Regions from separate parts of the Mus musculus genome. Here region 1 is linked to region 2. The links are chromatin contacts, called in public HiChIP or PLAC-seq maps. All regions are on one chromosome and are shown on one strand. The core of a region is the stretch at or near the end of the contact, and the rest is flanking DNA. Distances in the headings are between cores, read along the strand shown. Region 1 has its middle 9.5 kb from the start of Gm20234. Region 2 holds the start of Slfn5 (schlafen 5).

The links. HiChIP or PLAC-seq counts read pairs in DNA pulled down with a chosen protein or histone mark.
Region 1: a contact with region 2 is called in a BATF HiChIP or PLAC-seq map of CD8 T cells, with 5 read pairs. The contact joins the enhancer-like site here to the promoter of Slfn5 in region 2. A contact is called at or near these places in 5 of 115 datasets of contacts at active chromatin or transcription factors (CD8 T cells, the SCID.adh cell line, bone marrow-derived dendritic cells and 2 more) and 3 of 9 other capture datasets (adipose tissue, liver and pancreatic islet).

The regions. Positions count from the first base shown.
Region 1 is chr11:83,073,840-83,080,515 of GRCm38.p6, reverse strand. No RefSeq gene overlaps it. Among named protein-coding and RNA genes, the nearest start is that of Gm20234, 9.5 kb to the right of the region's middle. Within about 2 kb of position 2,300, at least 196 of the 459 cell types and tissues checked have an H3K27ac peak or open chromatin away from gene starts, as enhancers often do. A contact at or near this core is called in CD8 T cells, the SCID.adh cell line, adipose tissue and 4 more, where this site is marked.
Region 2 is chr11:82,950,615-82,957,260 of GRCm38.p6, reverse strand. Slfn5 (schlafen 5) reads right to left here and starts at 5,159. Exons shown (of 6, transcript NM_183201.4): 1 at 5,066-5,159; 2 at 2,479-2,544; 3 at 1-998. The coding sequence starts at 970. The region is part of intron 1 of Slfn5os (schlafen 5, opposite strand); the gene reads left to right.

The sequences.
Region 1 (6,676 bases), core at 1,051-3,550, 130 kb before region 2:
TTACTCCTGTAGTGGGGGACAACCAAGATACCTAGACTACTTACTCTCTTGTCTCTCAGGTCCATACTGTTCAACAAACTGATGGCTTTTGTAAGACAGCAGATAGATTCTATTCAAATGAAACCCATACAGGTCCATTATCACAGGCTGGAAGTAGGGGACTCTAAAACCTCTGTCATAGATAATGGTGAGGACCCCTGCCCCTAATTGGGAGGCCTCACCAACCTAAGACAGGAGATCAACCAAAAAAGGGATATTGAGTGTCCAGAGATGGGAAAGGGGAGGCTAGGGTCTGTTCCAACCTAAGACAGAAATGGTTTCCGTATGTTTTCCCAACCTTCCCTTTTGAAAAAATTAAAAAGGGGGACCTGTTGGGAGCCGACTCCTAGCAGAAAGAGGCTATCATCTCTGCAGCCATCTCAGGCTGTTTACTTACAGGTGGAACTTTTCCACCCTGACGAGTCTTGTTTTTCTAGCGTGATGTTTTCGCAAGAAGCCTACCACAGCTGAACACACTCTGATAACATCTTGTTTTTCTCCTATACATCCTGGACCTGTGGTTAAGTGTCTCTAGCTGTACTCCCCAGCGAGTGCACATATACCCATAGTTGCCTTTCAATAAACGAGACTTGAGACTCAAGACTTGAGCAGATAGCCTGTGTTATCTCCATTCTTCGAGTCTCTTGCTCCTATGTCCCCACACTCTCTTTTGCAGACTCCATTGACTGACCCGGTCAATATTTAGAGAGTGTTAGGTGATCTAAAATGTCATTGGTGAGTACTGAGGTGACACAGGTCAGCTTCTGATTTGGCTTGTGCCAGGGGGTAAGGGGTCTGCATTCCTATGTCATGAACACTTAACCACAGGATGAGATAAGGGTGCCCAGCACAGACAGCACATCCTAAGATAAACTATTTTCCCTTCCTTGTGGTTATCTCTAGGCTGGTCTTTAGCATGGGGGATTTATGACCTTATTTCTGGAATGCATGGTCTGTTCCTGGAACTGGTGACTTATGGCCTAGTTCCTGGGAATGGTGGCTTTTCTTTTGAAGTAAGGACTGGTTCTAATATGGGGACAAATGGGATTTATGTTATCCTCTCTCTCTCTCTCTCTTAAAAATATTTATTTATTAGTATAAATAAGTACACTGTAGCTGTCTTCAAATACACCAGAAGAGGACATCAGATCTCATTACGGGCAGTTGTGAGCCACCATGTGGTTGCTGGGATTTGAACTCAGGACCTTGGGAAGAGCTGTCAGTGCTCTTACCCGCTGAGTCACCTCACCAGCCCTTATGTCATCCTTTCAATATGAGAAGACAGAGAGATGAGCAGGATTGGGTTGCATGATTTGGAACTCACAAAGAATCAATAAAAAATTTAAAAAAAAAAGAAATTTACAAACAACCCCCAAGATAATCAGCTATCATGACTCTCCAAAAGATAACGACTCCTCACTGATTCAAAACTACAGACACTAAGGTTTTTTGGCAAAGGGAGAAGGAGATTCTCTGGGGGACACGCCCTGCAAGGTGAGTAGGCAGCCTCCAGGATACAGCTGAACCATTACCCACAGTACCCTTCACTATTGGTAATATATTGCCTTGGTGTGATCAACAGTCCTGGAAGTAACCCCAGTAATGTCTTCAATTCACCAAGCTAGGCTGGGGTGCAGTTAATTCCTTGGATTGTGTTCAGAGCCTCTCTGGAATGGAAGTGAGTTTACTCACATTGTCCTAAGAAAAGTCACAGCAACCTGCCCGGTGGACACTAGAGGAAGCAAAGATGTGTTGGGGTGGGGGTAGGGGGAGAGCTAAGCACTCCCACCTATCAGAACTGATCTTCTCTTCCACAATTAGTGAAAAGATGGAGCCAATGTGCCTGCCTCAGGTTCATGCGAGCACAGGTGTAGCTGGGGGGCCTCAGAGCCACAGAGCGCAGGTGTTCACCTGTCAGTTCCTGCATCTCTTTCCTGACCCTCCTTCCTATTGACAGTGTATGCTGTAATCTCTCCAAATAATCTGGATTTACCTGGGGAACTAAAAAGTCCCATAGATTCTGCTCTTCTGAAAACAGAGAAAGGTGCTGAAACCCTGATCAGGAAAACATCCAGAAACCTGTTCAGGAGTCCTGAGCTGGACCGAGCTGGGTGGAAACCCTCAGGATGAAGACAGAGTCATTGGAACCCAGAGCAGTGAAGCAAGCCCAGGCAAAGGGCCAGGTTTGACTTCCTTCCTGAGGCCTCACCCTTGTTAGGTTTCGATTTCGCAGAAAAGGAAAGCAGAACTCTGTGAGGCCCTTCCAACCTTAAAGGGGGAGAATAACACCCACAGTTATTTCCTCCTTCTTAGAACACTAAAGGAGAAGAATGTAAGTGCTGACTTGAGACCATTTCTCAGAAGGATCTAAGTACACTGGGGAAAAAAGCAATCTTGCAGTTCTTTTTTCAATATTTGCTCAACTGTTGCTTTTATATTTTTCCTTTCTTTGTCTCACCTTTGTTTTTTAAAGCAGAGTTTTATCAAGTAAATTCCTGTGTACACAAAGTGTCTTAAGTGCTTGAACCTCTTGCCTCCTCCTCCCCAGGTCTGAGATTCCAGGCCTGTGCTACCATGTTTAGGTTTTGCTTACCTTTAGCATAAAGGATGATGGGTTTCACTGTGTCCTTTCCATAGTTGTGTCCTGTTGTAGGTTGTTCCATTTAATCATAAGTGCCCATTAGTGTTTCCCCATTCCCCCCCAGTCCAGTTAGTCTGACCTACACCCACAAATCAGTGACCTTGCCCACCCTGTCAATACCACCCTCCTCACCCTCGCTACCTAGAACACAGCCAGTGGGCTGCAGTAAAATTTTATTCACACAGACATTACATAGAGCAGGTGTCACACTTAAGAGTTTCTTTTTCTTTTCTTTTTTCTTAGATATTTTATTCATTTACATTTTAAATGTTATCCCCCAAATCCCCTATACCCTCCCCCCCCCAGCCTACTCACCTACTCCTGCCTCCTGGCCCTGGCATTACCCTGTACTGGGGCATATGATTTTCGCAAGACCAAGGGCCTCTCCTCCCAATGATGGCTGTAGTGGCTATTCCTGGTTGTCAACTTGACAATATTTGGAATGAACTACAATCCGGAATTGGAAGGCTCACCAGTGACCCTTATCTGGAGGCTTGGAGATCCTTATCTGGATCTTGGTTTGAAGATCTTGAGCCATAGTGGCTATGGATTCCAGAAGATTGAATCTCCGAGTTTAAGGAACACACCTTTAATCTGGGCTACGCCTTTCATCTGGGATTAAAGGTGTGGTGGAACACACCTTTAATCTGGGCTCCACCTTCTGCTGGAGACAATATAAGGACATTGGAAGAAGGGAGTCTAGCTCGAGCTCTTGCTCCTTCGCCTGCTTGCTGCGTGAGACTGAGTAACTGCTAGATCCTTGGACTTCCATTCACAGCTGCGACTGAACCATTGTTGGGAATTGGGCTGCCGACTGTAAGTCATCAATAAATTCCTTTACTATCTAGAGACTATCCATAAGTTCTGTGACTCTAGAGAACCCTGACTAATACAGAAGTTGTTACCAGGAGTAGTTCTAGAGTAACAGAAGTACAAGGATGAATCTTTTAAAATACTGGAATTGGCTTGTTGATCCACCAGCACTTTCAACCATTGAAACCTCTCCAGATTCTCTCCCTCCTGGGAGCTCAGAGAATTTTGAAGACCCATGGTTGAAACTATATTCCAAACTTAAAGAAGCTAATGCCCTTGATTTTCTTAATGAATTAGGTGATTCAGTGCACAAAGCTTTCTACAAGATGGGGAAAAAATCGGAAAATGATTTTACTGGCTGGCTGCTCTTAGTATCTGTGGAAAAAATGATGAATGAAAGGAAGGAGCTGTGTGATAAAATCGAAAGGCTCCAGACACAAGTAAACGATCTAAAAGTTGCTAAGTGTGTCCTTGAGGAGAATCTTCTCTCTTGTAGCAATAGAGCTCAAGTTGCAGAAAATCAAACAGAAACTCTCATTGTAAGGTTGGCTGAACTACAGCGAAAATTCAAGTCTCAGCCTCAGAGTGTGTCAACAGTTAAAGTAAGGGCTCTAATTGGCAAAGAATGGGATCCTACAACATGGGACGGGGATGTGTGGGAAGACCATGTTGAAGCTGAGAATTTTGAATCTTCAGATTCTCAAGGGTTTGCCCCACATGAGGAAGTAGTACCCTCAGCCCCACCCCTTGAAATAATGCCTTCGCCACATGAGGAAATTAATTTTGCAGAGTCTGATAAACCAGCAATGACTTTCACTACTGATGTTTCTCAAGGCCCACCAATAGTTTCTTCTAGACCTGTAACCAGACTCAAAGCAAAACAGGCTCCTAGAGGGGAGGTAGAAAGTGTAGTCCATGAGGAAATTCGCTACACTACTAAGGAGCTTAATGAGTTTGCTAATTCATTCAAGCAGAAACCTGGTGAATATGTGTGGGAATGGATTTTAAGGGTGTGGGATAAGGGTGGAAGGAACATAAGACTAGAGCAGGCTGAGTTTATTGACATGGGTCCTCTGAGTAGAGATTCTAGGTTTAATACGGAAGCTCGCATAGTTAAAAAAGGTATCAAAAGTTTGTTTGAATGGTTGGCTGAGGTGTTTATCAAAAGATGGCCTACTGGAAATGACTTGGAGATGCCTGATATTCCATGGCTTAGTGTTGATGAAGGGATTTTAAGACTTAGGGAAATTGCAATGCTAGAGTGGATATATTGTGTAAAGCATAATTGCCCACAATGGGAAGGTCCAGAAGATATGCCTTTCACTAGCTCTATAAGACGCAAATTGGTGAGAGGGGCACCAGCACATTTGAAGGGTTTTGTTCTTTCCCTTTTCCTTGTGCCAGATCTTAGCATTGGAGATGCTTCTGCTCAATTAGATGAATTAAATTCACTGGGTTTAGTTGGATTCCGAGGTAACAAGGGCCAGGTGGCAGCATTGAATCGCCGGAGACAAGGTGATTCTAGTTTTTATAATGGACAGCGTAGACAAAAGAATGTTTATAATAACATACCCAGTAATGGTCAGCACAGGAGAGGTGAAATTTATAATGGCATGACTTGGTTGGACCTTTGGTACTGGCTAACCAATCATGGTGTTTCCAGGAATGAAATACATAGGAAGCCTACTGCATATTTGTTTGATCTGTATAAGCAGAAAAATTCTCAAACAAATGAAAGAAAGGCTACATTAGATCGTGGTAAACAGCAATCTCGGCCAGTGAATCAATTTCCAGACTTGAGACAGTTTGCAGATCCAGAACCCCTTGAATGAAGGGGTGGCCAGGTTCCGCTGAGGAAGGATCTTGATAAGACACTCAAAGGTTTTGCTGTTACCCTTTCTCCAGTTCTTCCCCAGAGGGACCTACGGCCTTTTACAAGGGTAACTGTACACTGGGGAAAAGGAAATAATCAGACTTTTCGGGGTCTGCTGGATACTGGTTCTGAGTTGACACTGATCCCAGGGGATCCCAAGAAACATTGTGGCCCTCCAGTTAAAGTAGGGGCTTATGGAGGGCAGGTGATTAATGGAGTTTTGACTGATGTCCGACTCACAGTAGGTCCAGTAGGTCCCCGGACACATCCTGTGGTGATTTCCCCAGTTCCAGAATGTATAATTGGGATAGATATACTCAGAAATTGGCAGAATTCTCATATTGGTTCCCTGAACTGTAGAGTGAGGGCTATTATGGTTGGAAAGGCCAAATGGAAGCCTTTAGAGTTGCCTCTGCCAAAGAAAATAGTGAATCAAAAACAGTATCGTATTCCTGGAGGCATTGCAGAAATTACTGCCACTATCAAGGACTTGAAAGATGCAGGGGTGGTGGTTTCCACTACATCTCCGTTTAACTCTCCTATTTGGCCAGTGCAGAAAACAGATGGATCATGGAGAATGACAGTTGATTATCGAAAACTAAATCAGGTAGTAACTCCAATTGCAGCTGTTGTACCAGATGTAGTTTCGTTACTTGAGCAAATTAACACATCTCCTGGCACCTGGTATGCGGCTATTGATCTGGCAAATGCCTTCTTCTCAGTACCTGTCCATAAGGACCACCAGAAGCAATTTGCTTTCAGTTGGCAAGGCCAACAGTATACTTTCACAGTTTTGCCTCAAGGATATATTAACTCTCCTGCCCTGTGTCATAATTTAGTTAGAAGGGATCTTGATCGTCTGGATCTTCCACAAAATATCACATTGGTGCACTATATTGATGACATTATGCTGATTGGACCAAGTGAGCAGGAAGTAGCAACTACTTTGGACTCATTGGTAACACATATGCGTATCAGAGGATGGGAAATAAATCCAACCAAAATTCAAGGACCATCTACCTCAGTGAAATTCTTAGGAGTCCAGTGGTGTGGGGGCATGCAGAGATATTCCTTCTAAGGTGAAAGATAAGTTATTGCACCTGGCCCCTCCTACAACCAAGAAAGAAGTACAACGTTTAGTGGGTCTATTTGGATTCTGGAGACAACACATCCCTCACTTGGGTGTGTTACTTAGGCCTATTTACCAAGTGACTCGGAAAGCTGCTAGCTTTGTGTGGGGCCTGGAACAGGAGAAGGCCCTTCAACAGGTCCAGGCTGCTGTGCAGGCTGCTCTACCACTTGGGCCATAT
Region 2 (6,646 bases), core at 3,910-6,409:
AGTCATTCGCAGTTAGCGGCTTCTTATTATTGTCCTTTATCTCCCAGGAATCGGGCGCTTTGGCAAATGCTGCACAGCAGAATCGTTCGACCTTGATTGCACAGACATACCCATGGAGGGCCTCCTTATCATACACTTCAAGGAATTTAAGCTCATATTGCACTTTGTGGTTTTGTCCACAGAAGTGGTAGACAGGCATCTTCCTGATACAGGCATCGATAGTAGATTTCAAGTTGGTACAATTTATCTTTTCCTTTTCACATCCAATGACATGACGGGTCTCATCATGCACACCAAAAAACACATAGCCCCCTTCAGAATTGGCAAGTGCAGAAACACACTTGGGAAGTCTCTCTCTAATGCCCTGGGAAAGGTCTGCCGAGAACATTTGAAATTCAACGTGTGAGGACTTTGTGAAGTTGAGTTTTTCCAGGTACTGGAGCTGCGGGCTATGAAACAAATCAGAAGCTAAGATCATCTGAGCGTCATCTACAGGAGCTTCCTGTAGATTTAGCGAGTCAGAGTCACCAAGAATCCTAGGATCCTGGACCCTTTTGAGGAATTTCAGGGCTTTTTCAGGATCCATGACCTCAGTAAATGTTCCACATCTGTGGTACAAATTGGAGCACAGGGTAGCGAGCCTCACGTGAGAGGCTGCCACGTCCCACGAACTCACATATATTAAAAAGAGCTTTCCATACAGCATCTCGTCTAAATGGTTTCTGAACAATGGTGGCAGATTCAAGCCAACTCCATCCCTCTCAAAATTATAGTCTCCGTTCTCAATCTCAACCCTGACCACTCCGCCACCGGAATTCAGCAGAGCGCACACGGCTTGCGAGATGATTTCGTTCTGTTTCATGCAGTGTGTGGTATCCATTTCCTCCCTTTGCCTAACCCCAAGGGTCGCTTTTCCTCCATCTTGTATACATTCCGCAAAGTTCAGTTCCAAATCCTCCAGGAAACTCATCTTCTCCGCCTTTAGCTGAAATCTTTTCCTGAAACCCAGAAAAATAGAACCATTAGACTAGAACAAGAAGGAGCAGGTGGGAAATGAAGTTTTAAGAACTCCTTTCTGAAGTTGACCCTTTATCCCACATAGCTTGAGGCCAGCTTCACGAAAGAGGCTAAGTCTGTGGGATGGCCACAGGGAACTGCTTGTTTGAGTTTGCTTGCTTTTTAAAATGTGTTGTGCTCATGTACTGGCCAGTACCACACACAGCATGCACAAGGAGGTCAGAAGTCAGTTCTCTCCCACCTTGTGGGGTTTGGGATGGAACTCAGGTCATCAGGTCTACTTGCAAGCACTTCTACTCACTGAGCCATCTTATCAGAGCTGTAGTTTTGGGGGACTATTTTGGTCAAGTTCTCTGAGTGGCAAAGTCTCTCGGGTCATCTGTAAAACCTGGGAAATTTTCTAATAGGACTTGTAGACCCCAAGAAGGAAGCTTCCTTGGTCAAGAGCAATTCGTGTAGTACACTGGTGTTTGCCGTCTTGCTTCATTTTTATTTCTCTCCACTGATCAAGACTAGGAAATTTCTAAGATTTTTTTTTAGTCCAATGTGATTTTATTAGTAATTTATCATTGTTACTATGGAAAAGATGATTTTTGAATCCTCTGATCCAGGTGGTTTCTATTTGTGTCAAAAAGAAAGTTATATATGCACATGCACACATACACATGTAGACACACATATGCACACACACACACACACATGCTTAGAATATTGATGCAATACAAATCTGGTTAGGAAGGCGAAGACAGAATTCCTGCAGCTATGCCTGGCAGAATTTCATGAACAAAATTAGTGACTATTTGGAACAATAGGAGTGGCAGTTTGATGCAGACTTTCAGCATTTAGGAAGGTGTGTGATTCGGTAGCATACCTCTAAGAAGCAAGTTTGGTTTTTTTTTTTTTTTTTTTTTCTAGATGAGTAGAGTATTTAGACATAGAACACCCTGAAGAGCTATCAATCAACAGGAAGCGTGAAAGCCATCTCCACACCTGCATCTCATGTCACCAACCTTTGAATCCAGACCCAACCATCTGTGTCCCCTCATGAGGTTGGCTGCAAACCAGAGAGATGACTTTTTGGATCAAAGCTAGAATCTCATGACAAAAACTCAAGATAGATGGAGAACCATATCTGGTTTTATTAGTGACCTACGATTCTTGGTCTAAACGGACACCAGTTCAGGGAGAATTGCAAAGTTGCTGGTCTGTAGGGCCAGTTCTCCCCAGCAACTCTCATTGTGATGGTTAATAGGGCACAGGAAAGAGAGAAGGGGATAAAAAGGAATAGGCTGACTCCACCCAGGACTCCGCCCTCAAGTGAGAATCATTAACAAAACTCAAACTGAAAGCGAGTAGCTGAGAACTTCATACAAGAGATCTATCTGAGCCGCAGCTCACCACATCAGTGCAGAACCAACAAGCCCCCATCTGCAAAGCACAAGAGGCGTGATGGGTACTCACCTGGCCAAAGGTTGAGCTCTAGAGCGGCAAGTGGTGAGATGGTGTCTTGCTGGAACCTCCAGGAAACTGTGGGTATTATTAAGAGCACTCACTTGAGAGCATGATACTGGTTCTGAGCTAACTATAACTAGAGAGTCCACCACCATCACGTTCATTGGCTGGATCTCACAGGAAGGAGAGTTGAAAAGTCTGCTAAGCTTGGCTGTGATTAATTTAGAGAACATATTTGGCTTCCTGAGTAGGAAATAGAGGCGAAATCAGGGAAGCTGCCAGTTATTAGCCAATCAAGTTTTAAATAATCAGGGGTTATGACTTGGTTGCTACAGAGTGTGTGGTCAGATTCATATTCTCTCTGTCTCTTTCTCAACATTTTCCCTTGGGTTAGGCAGACACTTCATATACATGGCATTAAATGCATAATATAGGAAAGAAAGGGATGGAGAGATGGCTCAGTGAAAGAACACTGGCTGTTCTTCCACAGGACCTGAGTTCAAATCCCAGTCCCACATGGTGGATAACAGCTGTCTGTAACTTGGAATCTGAAACCCTCTTCTGGCTTCCAAGGGCACAGCATGCATACAGTCAACAGACATACATGCACACTAAACACCAAGACACATAAAAGAAAATAATAACATCCTTTTAAAACTTCATTTATTTTTACTCTATGTATCTGGGTATTCTGTCCACATGTATGCATGTGTGTGCCTGGTGTCTGTGCAGGCCAGAGAGGGAGTTAGATTCCCTAAAGCTGAAGTTACTGATGGCTGTGAGCTGCCTTGGGAGAGCTAGGAATCAACTCAGGTCTTCTGCAATCATAAGCAGTGCTCGTAATTGCCACTTCTCTAGCCCCAAACAAATAGAGCTTTTTTAAAAATAGAAAAGAAAAACTCAACACAGTGGGCTATAAGAATTTCCCTTCTTGGATTGAAGCCCCTAAGGGAATAGGAACTCTATAGAAAAGCCAACAGAGTCAACTAATCTGGACCCTTGGGGATTCTCAGAGTCTCAACCACCAACCAAAGAACATTCCTTGCAAGTAGGAGACCCTGAGTTTTCACCCCAACACCGCCGGAAACCACCATCTGCTGGTTGTTTTTTTTGTTTGTTTGTTTGTTTTTGTTTTTGTTTTTCTGTAGAAACAAAATCTATGATAAAACCAATGGCTCTAAGTCTGCACTTTGAGACTTTTTTAAAGAAAAAGTCTTACTGTGCAGCCCTGGGTGACCTAGAACTCACTATGTAGACCAGGTTGGTCTTGAACTTCTGGAGATCCACCTGCGACTGTCTTTCCAGTGCTGGGACTAACGGGTGTGGGTCTCACCTGGCATTTTAAGACTTTTAGATGCCTCTAATCTTTGTTTTCCTTCTCCCTTGCTTGTTATAAGTCTAGACTTCTTAGATCCACCAAGTGCCCTCTCAGTGAAAACCTACTGTGTGCTGAGGAGAACAGTGGGCTTTACAAACTGTGCACAATTTAAAAGACACCTCCTCTCCTCCCTTGCAGTTACATAAGAGCAGGAAGTAATACCCTCGAGAAGTTTGAGAGTAGTTTTTCGTTTTGTTTCATATTTTCACCAACAAAGACATTAGAATGTAGAGACTGCCTTTTGGGTCCAGCAGCGACTCCTGAAAGTCCTCCTGCTATGTCAATAATTCAGAAATGGAGTTCTGCTTTCTGATTGGCAGAACTCCTATCCCATCTGGAAAATCCACAGCCATGTCAGTCTCTTCTTTCACTTTCACAAAGATAGAGGCATTTAAAGTTTAAATGTCTTCTGGCATTTAAACCCTTCCATCCGGTTCAGCGTGCTGTGGCACTAAGTCACTGCTCTGCCATAGGTTCAGACACAGAAACCCTCAGTTCCTGCCTATTCCCCTCTCCCACTTCCCCACCACACACACACACACACACACACACACACACACACACACACACACACACACACATTAGGGATCAGTTTCTATTTCCCAGGCACGACAAACCCAGCTTTGGAGAACTTCAGACAGTACACCCACTTCCTCTTAGGGCCTTGCCTCTGAACCACGAGCAACCACCTCACCCCAACCCTAGGACCTGAGGAGCTACTACCAAGTGCTTTCATCTCTCTGATCACTTCCCCTGCCACTTCTGCTTTCAGAACCACCCTGTTTAAAGGGAAACAAAGTCACAGAATCATGCTTTGCAGACCTGCTTCTTTGGTCTGCCCACTGAATTGTTGTTAACCGCGTTATCAGTTATCACAGACACTGGGCTCTGTAGGCACCAAGCCAGAGGTTTAAAGGTGACTCTGGTGATAGACCGGACACTTCTCGTCTCCTCCCCGAGATAGGTCCCTCTCCTCACTCGGCCACCTTCCCCGGGACTTCCCTTCCCAAGCCTTCAACACCTCCGGCCCTCTGCCGCCTAAGCCTATGGGCCCCAGATGCTTCCCAGCCGGCTATCCATGGATGTTACCACAGGTTATAGGAAGCGAACTCTGGAATTCAGGCGCGGCACCCTGCCTCCCCACAACCTCGCGGGGGAACCTGATGACCCTGGATCTGATAAAAAAACTTGTGCAAAAGACTAAGAGGAACCCGTTACCCGCCGGAGTCTGTCCTCCGCAGCCCGCAGGGCGCCCCGTCTCCTGGAATCAGAGCTGATGTCCTGGGTCCAGAGTGGAGACCTCTACCCTGTGTGCTCTTGTCCTTAAATCAGCTGAGCGCAGTGACATCGCATGGGGCGGGGCAATCTGCAGAAAGCAGTCCTGTTCCATGGACCAGGAAACCCCAGTGCTTCCAGTAACCTCAGTTAACTTTAAGAAAGAGAAGAGCTTTTTTTTTTTTCTTTTTCACTTTGAAGGGGCGTTAATAGTTCTTACGGCCACTCAGGGAAGGAAACCTGGCACAATCCCATGTCCCCCAAACCTCCCCGACCCTACTTGACCCTTCACGGGACCCTTCAGACTCCACTGCTCCAGGGTCCCTCTCCTCGGTGCCTGAAAGTCCCTCAGTTTCCCTGGTTTCTGCTGGAATCCTCACAGCAAGATCTTCAGCTTACCAAGGACAGCGATCTTCAGGATGATGGGTCGGTGGAGGCACCTGGAAAAACAAGAGGCAGAAAATTAAAGCCCTCCTTTTTTTTTTTTTTATTACGTATTTTCTTCAATTACATTTCCAATGCTATCCCAAAAGTCCCCCACCCCCGACTCCCCTACCCACCCATTCCCATTTTTTGGCCCTCCTTTATCTCCACTTCCCCAAACGTTCCAGATTGTTGATATCCCCCGCGTCCCACCCCCGCCCTGCTTTCCTCTACCTTTACCCTCCAGGCGCGGTTTCCTGCAGAACAAGTTGCTGCTTGGGGGCTGAAGGGGGGGACAGGGTAGTTCGAAAGGATCCAGAGCAGGATATGCTGCAACTGGGAGTGAGGGTGGAGGCGGAAAAGGACTGAGCTCCCAGGGGGCTAACTCCAGCCTAGATTTCCCGACCCTAAGCATTCCTCCAGTCCTGGAGCCAACTGTCCTCTCCTGCCCTTCTTTGCGCTTCTTAATGTTCTGGCGAGTACATATTTCTCTTAACTCTTTACAACTCAGGCATGGATACCCCCAGAACCCCTGGAGCTGGGGGAACAAATCAGGTTCCCTCCTCCCCAACAGACTAAAGAAGCAAGCTAAAGGAAGCGGAAAGGGGGAGGGGTGCTGTTAAAGAGATTTAAAGCCATTAATAATCTCTCTATTAGTTAGAGACTCAGCTGCCAGCACTTTCCCTTCTCCTGCAGTCAACACAGTTGGAGGCTGCAGTCAGTAAGTCCAGAAAAGCCCAAGGGTGTCACAGAGAGATTCATGTTGGATTCTGTAGCCTTGTGACTCATGGGGGGAGGGGGTGGAGAAGGCACGGGGACTGGGACCTGGCGACCACACCCTTTCATAGCAGCCAGAAGCATAAAGCCTGGTCAGCCTTTTTACATTTCTTCTTTGAAATCCAGATAACTGGTATATAATATTCCCCTTTAAGCAAAGATACATTTCTCACTCTCCATATGTGTCCATGTGTGTGCAGGTACACACACATGTACAGCTATACATGCACATGCATGTTTATACAAGAAGGCCAGAGGACAGACAGTTCATCTGCCCTTCTGTAAACACCTTCTGCCTCGTTTTGAGACAGGCTCTTTCATTGA